2 separate regions of the Mus musculus genome follow, and region 1 is linked to region 2. The links are chromatin contacts, called in public Hi-C maps. All regions are on one chromosome and are shown on one strand. The core of a region is the stretch at or near the end of the contact, and the rest is flanking DNA. Distances in the headings are between cores, read along the strand shown.

Evidence for each region. A called contact is a pair of places that touch in the nucleus more often than the background predicts.
Region 1: a contact with region 2 is called in a Hi-C map of B cells, with 2.1 times the contacts expected there. The contact joins the promoter of Gp1ba here to the promoter of Scimp in region 2. A contact is called at or near these places in 4 of 39 promoter capture datasets (the HPC-7 cell line, cranial neural crest, liver and 1 more), 26 of 484 Hi-C or Micro-C datasets (B cells, the Ba/F3 cell line, CD4 T cells and 19 more), 6 of 115 datasets of contacts at active chromatin or transcription factors (the 230-238 cell line, the SCID.adh cell line, bone marrow-derived dendritic cells and 3 more) and 4 of 9 other capture datasets (adipose tissue, liver, macrophages and 1 more).

What each region holds. Positions count from the first base shown.
Region 1 is chr11:70,635,307-70,640,763 of GRCm38.p6, reverse strand. Gp1ba (glycoprotein 1b, alpha polypeptide) reads right to left here and starts at 1,642. Exons shown (of 2, transcript NM_010326.3): 1 at 1,566-1,642; 2 at 1-1,360. The coding sequence starts at 1,354. It overlaps Gm12315 (a long non-coding RNA gene), which reads left to right and starts at 4,562. Exons shown (of 3, transcript XR_001780246.2): 1 at 4,562-5,457.
Region 2 is chr11:70,810,499-70,815,494 of GRCm38.p6, reverse strand. It overlaps Scimp (SLP adaptor and CSK interacting membrane protein), which reads left to right and starts at 2,934. Exons shown (of 5, transcript NM_001045526.2): 1 at 2,934-3,019.

The DNA.
Region 1 (5,457 bases), core at 393-2,892, 170 kb after region 2:
TGGGCACTGGGATGGTGCTGGGCTTTGGGGTAGTCAGGATGGCAGTAGTGGGCACTGGGATGGTGCTGTGCTCTGGGGTTGTCAGGATGGTAGTAGTGGGCACTGGGGTGGTGCTGTGCTCTGGGGTAGTCAGGGTGGAGGTGGTAAGCATTGGTTGGATGTTGGGCTCTGGGGTAGCCTGGGTGGAGGTGGGCTCTAGGGTGGTTGGGGAGGGGATGAGTACAGTATTGAGTTTTAGACTGTAGAAGGTTGGGTTAGATTCCATGGTCTCTGGGAGTGTGGTGAAACCTGGGCTCTGTGTGTGGATGAATGTAGATTGTTTCTTAGTGGGTTTATGAGTTGGAGGCAAAGAAATCATTTGGCTGTCTTGAGAAGTAGAAGGTGCTGCGGCGAGTAGGCTCCAGTGGGTAGTATGAACTTTAGTGTTAGTAGAGAACTTGACCTCAGTTCTTGTGGCAGGGACGTCAGGGATATCATCATAGTCATCATAGTCTGTGTCACCACTACTAGTAGGGCAGCCCTTCCCTGGGTAGGAGTAGACAGGCGCATTGTCCAAGTTGGCACATCGTACACTGGCCACGTTAGGAGTTGTGTCCTTGACATCCACACCCTGCTTCCATAAGTAGACATTGTTGGCATTTTCCTGGAGCCAGTGACGGAAGTAGAGGATTTCACAATCACAGTACCAGCTGTTGGCGTGGAGAAAAACAAAAGGCAAGAGGAGGGTCCCAAAGAAGCCCTTTGGTATTGTGCGAAGCCAGTTCCTTTGAAGGTAGAGGGTATCAAGATCCTCCAGCCCATCTAGGAGCCCAGAGGGCAGCTCACGCAATTTGTTGTTGGCCAGATTGAGTTTCTTCAGCTTGGTCGTTGGCAACAAGAGCCCGGGGGGCAGACTCTTAAGATCATTGTTCTGCAAGTAGAGCTCTTGGAGTTGGCTTAGGCCATCCAGGACACCAGGAGACAGTGAGCCCAACTTGTTGAAGGAGACGTCTAGAGTAGTGAGTGCAGGCAATGCCCATCCTAGGGAGGGCAGGCTTTTCAGGTTATTATGGGATAAGTCCAGGTTTTCCAGCTTTATCAGTTTACCATTGGTCTGCAGGCTCGTCAGCTCACATCTATCCAGGTACAGATAAGTGAGGTGAGTGAAATGCACCAGTGATGCTGTGGAGAAGGTACCCAGTTGGTTCTCGCCCAGGTGGAGGATGCCTGTGTCTGCTGGCAGGTCTGCAGGCAGTGCTGTCAGCTTCTTGTTCTCACAGTTTACTTCCAGCAGGCTGGTCACTTTGGAGATACTACAAGTGTGCTGGGAATGCAAGGGACTTGGCAGCAGGAAGAGCAAGATGAGGAGAGCCATATGAACCTGTGGGCAAAGGGATGCCACCCATTACATCATTTTCCCAGCTTTTAGCCCTTCACTGCTGCAGTTCTTAGGATCCCATCTAGAAACAGCTTCCACACCTCCCAGACTTTTCTCTCCTTTTCCACCCCTGCCTCCAGCCCTTGGTTCTTATTCCCTCCTTAGAACCTTCTCCACCTCTGGTCCCAGCCCCAGCTTACAGTCAGACAGACAGTCCTTTGGAGGAACAGAGCTTCTTCCAGGCTATGACTCGGTCCTTCTCTCTACTAGCTGCAAGGAGAGCCAGCCCAAGAGCAGGAAGGAGATAGAGTTGGGGAGGAAATGACAACCTGATAATCAGCTCCTGTGACCCAGGGAACAGTCTCCCTTGCGGGCAAAGGCTCTTATCAGCTCTCTGCACAGCATTCCCCAAAGCCCTCCTTTTGGTTTTACATTCTCACTTTCCTTCCACCCCGGAGAGATCTAGAGACTTTGCAGCTACTAGCCACCAGCATTCAAAAGCTCCTTTGAGTGCTGCCTCTCTTCTCCATAGCAGTTCTTAGAGATGTCATGCTTCCTTACACTCCATGCCACCTTCCTACCCTAAGCTGAGCCCCTCCCGAATCTGGGGACTGCTGACATTCTAGTCTGCATCCCCTGGGCACGTGACTGGTATTCTCTAAACTGTTTTTGTAGCCTCCATACTCAGGACTATTCCTTCCTGGGGATGTGACAAGTGACACTCATTTTCTCTAGCCTGTGTGGTTGGTCCTTCTCAGACTCCTCTGTGGCTTCCTCTAGCTTTCTGGAGCAGTAAACCTGCTTCCAGAGGCTTCATAGGTTTTTGTATCATAACCCCATAAGTGCCTGGGAAATACTTTGCTGTGCATTTAATCACCACTTCTGCCCTAGACTTAAGTCTTTATCTCTAGTCTAGATCCTGTTTCCTGAGGCCTACATACTTAACATTAGATGCCACTTGGAGTTCTCTTCTTACATGTTCTTCAAGTATAGAAACAGTGTACATCACTGAGAGGTTCTGACAGGAAGGCCATGAGTTTGAAGCCAGCTTGAGCTACAAAAGAAGACCCTTCTCATTAAAACAACAATAATAACAATGACGACAATGACAACAACAACAAAATAACATCGAAAACTCAAGTATATTAAAAATCAAGTTCATTATGCAAATAGCTTCATCTGCTGGCCTGAGGTATAGGACTGTCTATAACACCAGTCCATGGGAAGCAGAGGCAGGAAGATCATGAGTTTGGGGCCATCCTGAGCTGTATACTGAGACCGCAAACCAAACAAAAAAGAAGCCCCATAAAAAAAAAAATAGCTTCTCCTCCTCTGTTGTCCACAGCTACTCAGTTACCTGGTCCTTTTAAACACTTCCTGATACTCCTTCCACCTTAACACCCTGCTATCAAATCCTCCTGATTTTAACTCTGGTCTCTTTGAAATCCTTCCATCTTCCACTCCCCAGCCCAAGGCACTATCTTCTTTGCTGCAGTAGCCTTCTGGTTGGTTTCTAAATTTTTTTAACTTCCCTTCTATTTCACCTAGGAGAACTGCAGATTTGCTAGTCTTTCAACTACTAGAACTCACCAGTGCCTCCTGACAGTTCTCAAAAGGCAATCTGAAGTACCTAAACAGGGTCTTCAGAGGCCTACTGGATCTGAAACTTGCCCACCTACCTGCTCAGCCCCATTGTTCAATGCTTTGCTCTCTCCTGATCATTCTCTCTCATACTGAATTTCACTCCTTCTCTTCTTCCTAACTCTTACATATCTGGCAAGTTCCAGCTCAAACTTCATTCCTCTGGAAACTCTATTTTGATTTTGCAAGCCTGGTTAGTTGTCTGGCCCATCTAATGATTAAAGATCCTACCTTCCCAGAAGGGGTATCATATACCTTAGCCTACTTACTGATGACTGCACATTGGGTAGACACAAGCCAGATACAGCTAATTCATAGACTTGCTACTTATATAATTTGCTACATGGAACAACTAAGTATCAGGAGATGAGGCAGAAGGTTGCATAGGTGGAAGCTATCATGGTGAACCTTTGAAGATGTTTTCTCTACTGTGTTGCTATCTGTTTCCAGATAAAAGCCACAGGAAAGGGATACATCACCTAGGCCAGATGCAATGCTGCACATCTTTAATCCCAGCACTTTTGTTAAACAAACAAACAAATAAACATTGGCTAGAGCCAGGCAGTGAGCTACATGTCTCAGATAAAAGCCACAGGAAAGGGATACATCACCTAGGCCAGATGCAATGCTGCACATTTTAATCCCAGCACTTTTGTTAAACAAACAAACAAACAAACAATGGCTAGAGCCAGGCAGTGAGCTACATGTCTGTAGCCTTGGTTAATTTGTAGGCTGAGATGGGAGTTTGACTCCAGCCTGGGCAAAAGAGCAATACCTTGTCTTTAAAACACTGCATGTGGTGGTTCATACCTGTAATTACAGCAACTGTGAGGAGGTTGAGGCAGGAGGATTGCTAAAATGAGGTCAGTTTGGGCTGTATGTGTTTGAGGCCAGCCTGAACTACATAAGATTCTGCCTCCGGGGCTGGAGAAATGGCTCAGTGGTTAAGAGCACTGGCTCCTCTTAGAGAGGACTTGGGTTCAATTCCCAGCAACCACATGGTGGCTCACAGCCACCTGACATAGGATCCAATGCTACCTTCTGGTGTGGCTGAAGACAGCAACAGTGTACTCATATGATTACAAGAAATAAAACAATTTTTGTTGTTGTTGTTTTTTGAGATAGGGTTTCTCTGTGTAGCCCTGGCTATCCTGGAACTCACTATGTAGACCAGGCTGGCCTCGAACTCAGAAATCTTCCTTCCTCTGCCTCCCGAGTGCTGGGATTAAAGGCGTGTGCCACCACGTCCAACTTTTATAGTGTTTTTTTTGTTTGTTTGTTTTTGTTTTTGTTTTGTTTTTGGTTAAAACAAAATTTTAAAAAGAATCTGCCTCAACCCCCAAATGAAAACTTTGGCTACCTCAAAGACTTTCTTTTTTTTTTTTTCTTCGTTTTTCGAGACAGGGTTTCTCTGTGTAGCCCTGGCTGTCCTGGAACTCACTATGTAGACCAGGCTGGCCTCGAACTCAGAAATCTTCCTTCCTCTGCCTCCCGAGTGCTGGGATTAAAGGCGTGTGCCACCACGTCCAACTTTTATAGTGTTTTTTTTTTTGTTTTTTTGTTTGTTTGTTTTTGTTTTTGTTTTTTTTTTGTTTTTGGTTAAAACAAAATTTTAAAAAGAATCTGCCTCAACCCCCAAATGAAAACTTTGGCTACCTCAAAGACTTTCTTTTTTTCTTTTTTTTTTTTTTTTTTTTTTCGTTTTTCGAGACAGGGTTTCTCTGTGTAGCCCTGGCTGTCCTGGAACTCACTTTGTAGACCAGGCTGGCCTCGAACTCAGAGATCCACCTGTCTCTGCCTCCCGAGTGTTTTTTTTTTTGTTGTTGTTGTTGTTGTTGTTTTAAAAGACTTTCTTGGTAGAAAAGCCAGACATGGAATTACGAGGCCAGGAACAGTGCCCAGAAACATGCTGTTGAACCAGTCTGGTGAGCATAACTGCCCATGGTGCAAGACCAAGTCACTGAAGATTGCCTCTGCCCAGCCACTGAGCCAGATATTGTTCCACAACCTCCAGTGCTGCAGAGACTCCTACACTGTCCCTCTTTCTCTGTGATTATGAACGAAGGCAAACCTGGATGTGAGTCTGGTTGCTCATATGCCTGTGACCCAACTGCCAAGAGAGCCTAGGAAGGCAAAGGTTTGGTTATTTTCAGCTTCTGAAATAGGACGCATGTTCTGTTTCTTCAAAGATACTGTTAAAGAACAAACATGAAAGAGGTTCATGTTCTCTCTACCTAAATGGTCCTGCATTTTGTTCTACTCAAGGGTCAATTTCCTGTACCAGGATCCTTGCTTTGGTCATGAAGTAACAATAGGGTTCCCTGCCTGAGTGCACAAGTACAGAAACAGTGGGTAACTGATTGATGACATTTTCATCTCTTTATTGTATAAAGGTGGGAGTACAAATACAAGAACACCTGTGTGGAAACAGAGGACAGCTTGTGAGCGGGGGTGGGGGG
Region 2 (4,996 bases), core at 1,685-4,184:
ACAAAGAGTTCAAAAACAGTCTGGACAAGTTTATTGACAAACCTGTCTCAAAATAAAAAGTAAACCGATATAGCTCAGTGGTAGAATATCTGCCTGGCAAGAGCAATGCCCTCACTCAGTTCAAACTCCAACACTAAAAAAATAAAAATAAAAGGTTTGGGAGCCGTCTGTACAACTCGAAATTCAGAGAGCCTGCCTTAAGTTTCCTCACACAGAGAATGAGGAGGGAGCTGCGGGGAGGGCTCAGCAGTTAGGAACGCCTGCTGCTCTTGCAAAGAACCCAGATTCGGTTCCGGCACCCACATCAGGTTGCTCAGAGCCAATTATAACGCCACTCTGGAGAAGCTAATCCCTCTGCTGACCTCTAGGGACATCTGCACATATGTGGCATAGTCACATAGATATACATACACTACAAAATGTTTAAAAATAAGTCCTAGCCAGGCATGGTGGCGCATGCCTTTAATCCCAGCACTTGGGAGGCAGAGGCAGGCAGATTTCTGAGTTCGAGGCCAGCCTGGTCTACAGAGTGAGTTCCAGGACAGCCAGGGCTATACAGAGAAACCCTGTCTCAGAAAATAAATAAATAAATCCTAAGCCGGACAGTGGTGGCACTTGCCTTTGATCACAGCACTTGGGAGGCAGAGGCAGACAGATTTCTGAGTTCAAGGCCAACCTAGTGTACAGAATGAGTTCCAGGACAGCCAGGGCTACACAGAGAAACCCTGTCTCAAAAAAACAAAAAACCAACAAACAAAAAAATCCTAATTTAATTTTTTTAAACTATGTCAAAGTGGTGTATTTGTTAATCAGCTTGGGCGGGGTCATCATTCCACAGAACAGATGCATCAAGTCATGTGCTACATTGTGTACCTTAAATTTATGCCATTTTTTATTTATCAAAAAGTGAAGGAGAGGAACAGAAGAAAGATCTCATAGCAGAATCCTGAGAGCAACTTTATGTTCATCTGGTGAAAACTGATTTCACAGGCAACAACAGACCACAGCAGAAGGGAAGGGTTTACTCAGAAAGTTGCTCGACAAATTGGGCTGGGAATTTTGATCTTCTGCCTCCTAGGGCTTGAACTTTCTTCAGATTGTTGAACATGGTATATTTATCAAGTTTGCAATGTCACAGCTGAATTTGGGACCCCCAGAGAAAGCAAAGCAACTGGATAAATTGAGCACAAGCCAAGGACCATAGCTCTGCTAGCCTAGGCTATGCTATTCCCATAGGAGCTCTGGCTAACTTTTCTTCTCCTTCTCCTTTTTTCCTTCTCCATTTCTCCTTCTTCTCCTTCTTCTTTTCCAAGACAGGGTTTCTCTGTGTAGCCTTGGCTATCCTGGGTTTTGTTTTGTTTTGTTTTGTTTTGTTTTGTTTTTTCGAGACAGGGTTTCTCTGTAGCCCTGGCTGTCCTGGAACACACTCTATAGACCAGGCTGGCCTCAAACTCAGAAATCCTCCTGCCTCTGCCTCCCAAGTGCTGGGATTAAAGGCATGTGCCACCACTGCCCGGCTCTGGCTAACTTCTCAGAAGGTAATTTTAAATTTGCTATTTGAAAGGTAGGGCTTCTGTTTGTTTTGAGACAGGCTTTCACAACATAGCCGTACTGACACTGAACTAGCAGCAATCCTCCTGCTTCTGCCTCCCCAGTGCTGGGATCACAGGTATGCACCACCATGCCTAGCTTAGGACAATTTTTGAGCAATTAAGTTTCAGCTAAGTGAGTAGGGAAGAGCACCAGCTTTGCCTTTGGTGTGGACAGATCTGAGTTGAAGGTCACCATGAAAAACTGGTTCCATGGCAGAACCTCCACACGCTTCAGTATTCTAAGAAACAAAGGAAATAATCGAATTAAGTGAAGGTCTATTGAGACCAGGAAAGTGAAACCCTGGTAGAGTCCTAGCCCCCAGCAGTACTCAACAGTGGCTCCTAACAATACAATGCAGTTGGCCCAGAAGGCTTGGGAGAGAGAGCAGCCTTGTGCACTTTCCTCCCAATTCCAAGTTCCTGGATGCCATGTTGATATTTTGAAATTGACCATGGTAGGAATATTTACACCGTAAACACCAGTGAATGCTACCTGTGGGTATCTTCTGGGCAGGTGGGGGAATCTTCCCCAGTCACTTTAGTTGTCATCATTGTTCCTGAGTGCCAGCGCACCCCTCCCTTGGAGAGGCATCTCACACACATCCATGCTGCCATGAAGTGACGACTCACCACAAGCAGCTACTTCTACAAGGCAGTTTCTTTGTTTCCTCACCCCAAACTTCCATTTTTAGAGGCTATGAGCATCACTGGGAACTCTGTCTCACAGTGTGGTAGGAAATGATTCAATTCAATTAACACTGTCCACTGGCCGGGTGTCACAGCATGCACTTGTAATCTGGTACTTGGGAGGCAGAAGTAGGAATATCACAAGTTCAAGAACAGCCTAGGCTACCCTCTAGGTATCACCACCATGCTCTCTTAGACACTCTCTTAGAGTCTCCTTGACTCCTCTAAACAGAAGTTGGGCCAACAGGTCCAGGGGTTCAAGAGCCACACTTGCGGGATGATGCATCTGTCTTCCATTTCCCACCATGCATCTCTGGGTAGACCTAGGGCCCCCCTCTCTCTTCTTGAGTCCCACATGACCATGCCCAGGAAAGTTTAAGGGAGACTTCCCCTGGGGCAACCCCCTCACTCACTCACTCACTCACTCTGGAGCCTGATTCCTCTCAGGACCCCCTTCCACACCACGACCAGCCTTCATGGGCCTCTGCTGGAGCCACGAAGGGCAGTGGGAAGGTAGCTTTTAAAAACAGAAAAACAAAAAACAAAAAACAAAACTGGAGTAGTTAGCTTCACTAGAATGGGGACCAGAAAGAGGAAGTGTGGTCAGGCTAGTGCCTGCAGCCTCCAAGGGTGAGTGAGGGTATGTGGGCGATCAAGCCTCTCCCCAGTTGTGCTTGAGTAACACCCTCAGTCCACAGCTGTCTCCCCAGCTGCTTCCAGTGAACACCCCGGCAGTCTAGGTAAGTGCTTCAACTTGCTTTTCCCACCATAGTCATCTGTCCATGTTGCTGTTAGACGTGTGGCCAAATAGGCAACCCCACAGGCACAGGCTGAGGGGACTGTCGCTCGAGGCTGTAGTACACAGCCGGGTACAACTGGAGAAAGAGTGGCCTGGAAGAGTTCACTTGGCGTGGCTGCTGAGTGACGCTGGCCATCTCCTTACTCCTCCAGTGTGTGTGCCAGGCAAGGCAAGTTTACCTGGAAGGATGAAGTCACAGTTGGGAGTGAGTTGTGTGAAGTGTGAGGAATTATCGCTATCTGCATAGTGTCTGTAATATCTGGTATTTGATTGGTAGAGGACCCGCACTGTACTGTGTATTGTAAACGCTGGCTACCTCTCAGTGCTCTTGGATGAAAGAATCAGAACAGCACGCCTCTCGGTGCCTTTGGCACTCAGCCTCTGGTGTCTGGGATTTATAAGGCACTTGCCAACCTTCAGAAGCCTCGGGACTCAGAGGTGTTCAGCTGGCGTGAGACCTCGATGGAGCCTTCTGCTTTTGACCTCTGGAAATCAATGTTCTCAATTCTTTTTTTTTTTTTTTCTTATAGAAAATATTTTCCTTTCTCTGTTTGGGAATTTTTCCTGCATGTGTGTCTGCGTATCATATACATGCCTGGCGTCCTTGGAGGAGAGATGAGGCCATCAGATCCTTGAAACTGAACTTACAGATGGTTGTGAGCCACAACACCGTGCTGGGAACGGAACTTGGGACTCCTCTGAAAGAGCAGTCATTGTTCTTAACCACTGAGCCATGTCACTAGCTCTTCAGAAATCATTTTTTCAATCCCTGTATTATGCCATAGACCATGTGGGAGGATCAGCATCTCCAGAAGTGTGTCAGGATGGAGTTCCTCCCGCCTTCTCCCCTCTCCCCCTCCCCCTTCTCCCTTCTCCCTTCCTTCTCCTCCCTTCTCCCTACATCTATCTCTTCCTCCCCTTTTCCTCCCTTTCTCCCCTGTTCCTGTTTCCTTTTTTCCTAGCAAATAGATGTATTTCCTAACTGTAGGTAAACAAATCTGCTAGATAAGCAATAAGCTGTGGGGACTGAGCATGTATGGATAGAACTGAGTCCTATGATATAATAAATCAGACTCAGGATTAATGTGCGGCCGTCCCGGCTTGCTAAGCTGTCATGCTGAGACACACATGCAGCAAGCAGCAGGACAGTGTGGGCAACTGCCAGTCCAGTTATTGGCCCAAACACTGTGTTAACACATGCAGGCATCAGAGCTAGCCATAACAGAGTTAAATATCAGTGGAGACAGGCATTCATTATGCATAAGTACCCTCGCCTTGTTAGTTCTACAGGATTCGCATTCTGACCTGACATCTTTTTTTTCCCCAGCCAGGGTTTCTCTATGTAGTAGCCCTGACTGTTCTGGAATTTGATGTGTAGACCAGGCTGGCCTTGAACTCACAGAGATCCACTTACCTCTGCCTCCCAAGTGCTGAGATTAAAGGCGTGTGCCACCACTGCCCACCCTGATACTGTTTTTAGTGGAATACTAACCACCATGTCATTATAGAGTGCGCTAGCAAGCCAGAATACAGAATAAGGATATGATTACAGCATGTTCCCATAATTCAATATAAATACAATATAATATAAAATATAATAAAATATAAGCAGAATATAAACTTCCTCACAGGGTTTTCTACTGAAACATCATTTTATAGCCACACCTTTAATCACGCACTGGAGAGGCAGAGTCAAGTCAATCTCTGTGAGTTCAAGGACAGCCTCATCTACATAGTGGCTTCCAGTACATCCAAGGGTATGTAGAGAGACCCTGCCTCAACCACCCCATCCCCGCCTCCACCAAAAATGTATAATTCTGTATATAAATCAATGTCAGTACATTCATTTACAAGAACTTTGATTAACCCATTTCCTTTAGTAAAATATTGCATGTGATTTTAAAGAGGCACGGGCTGG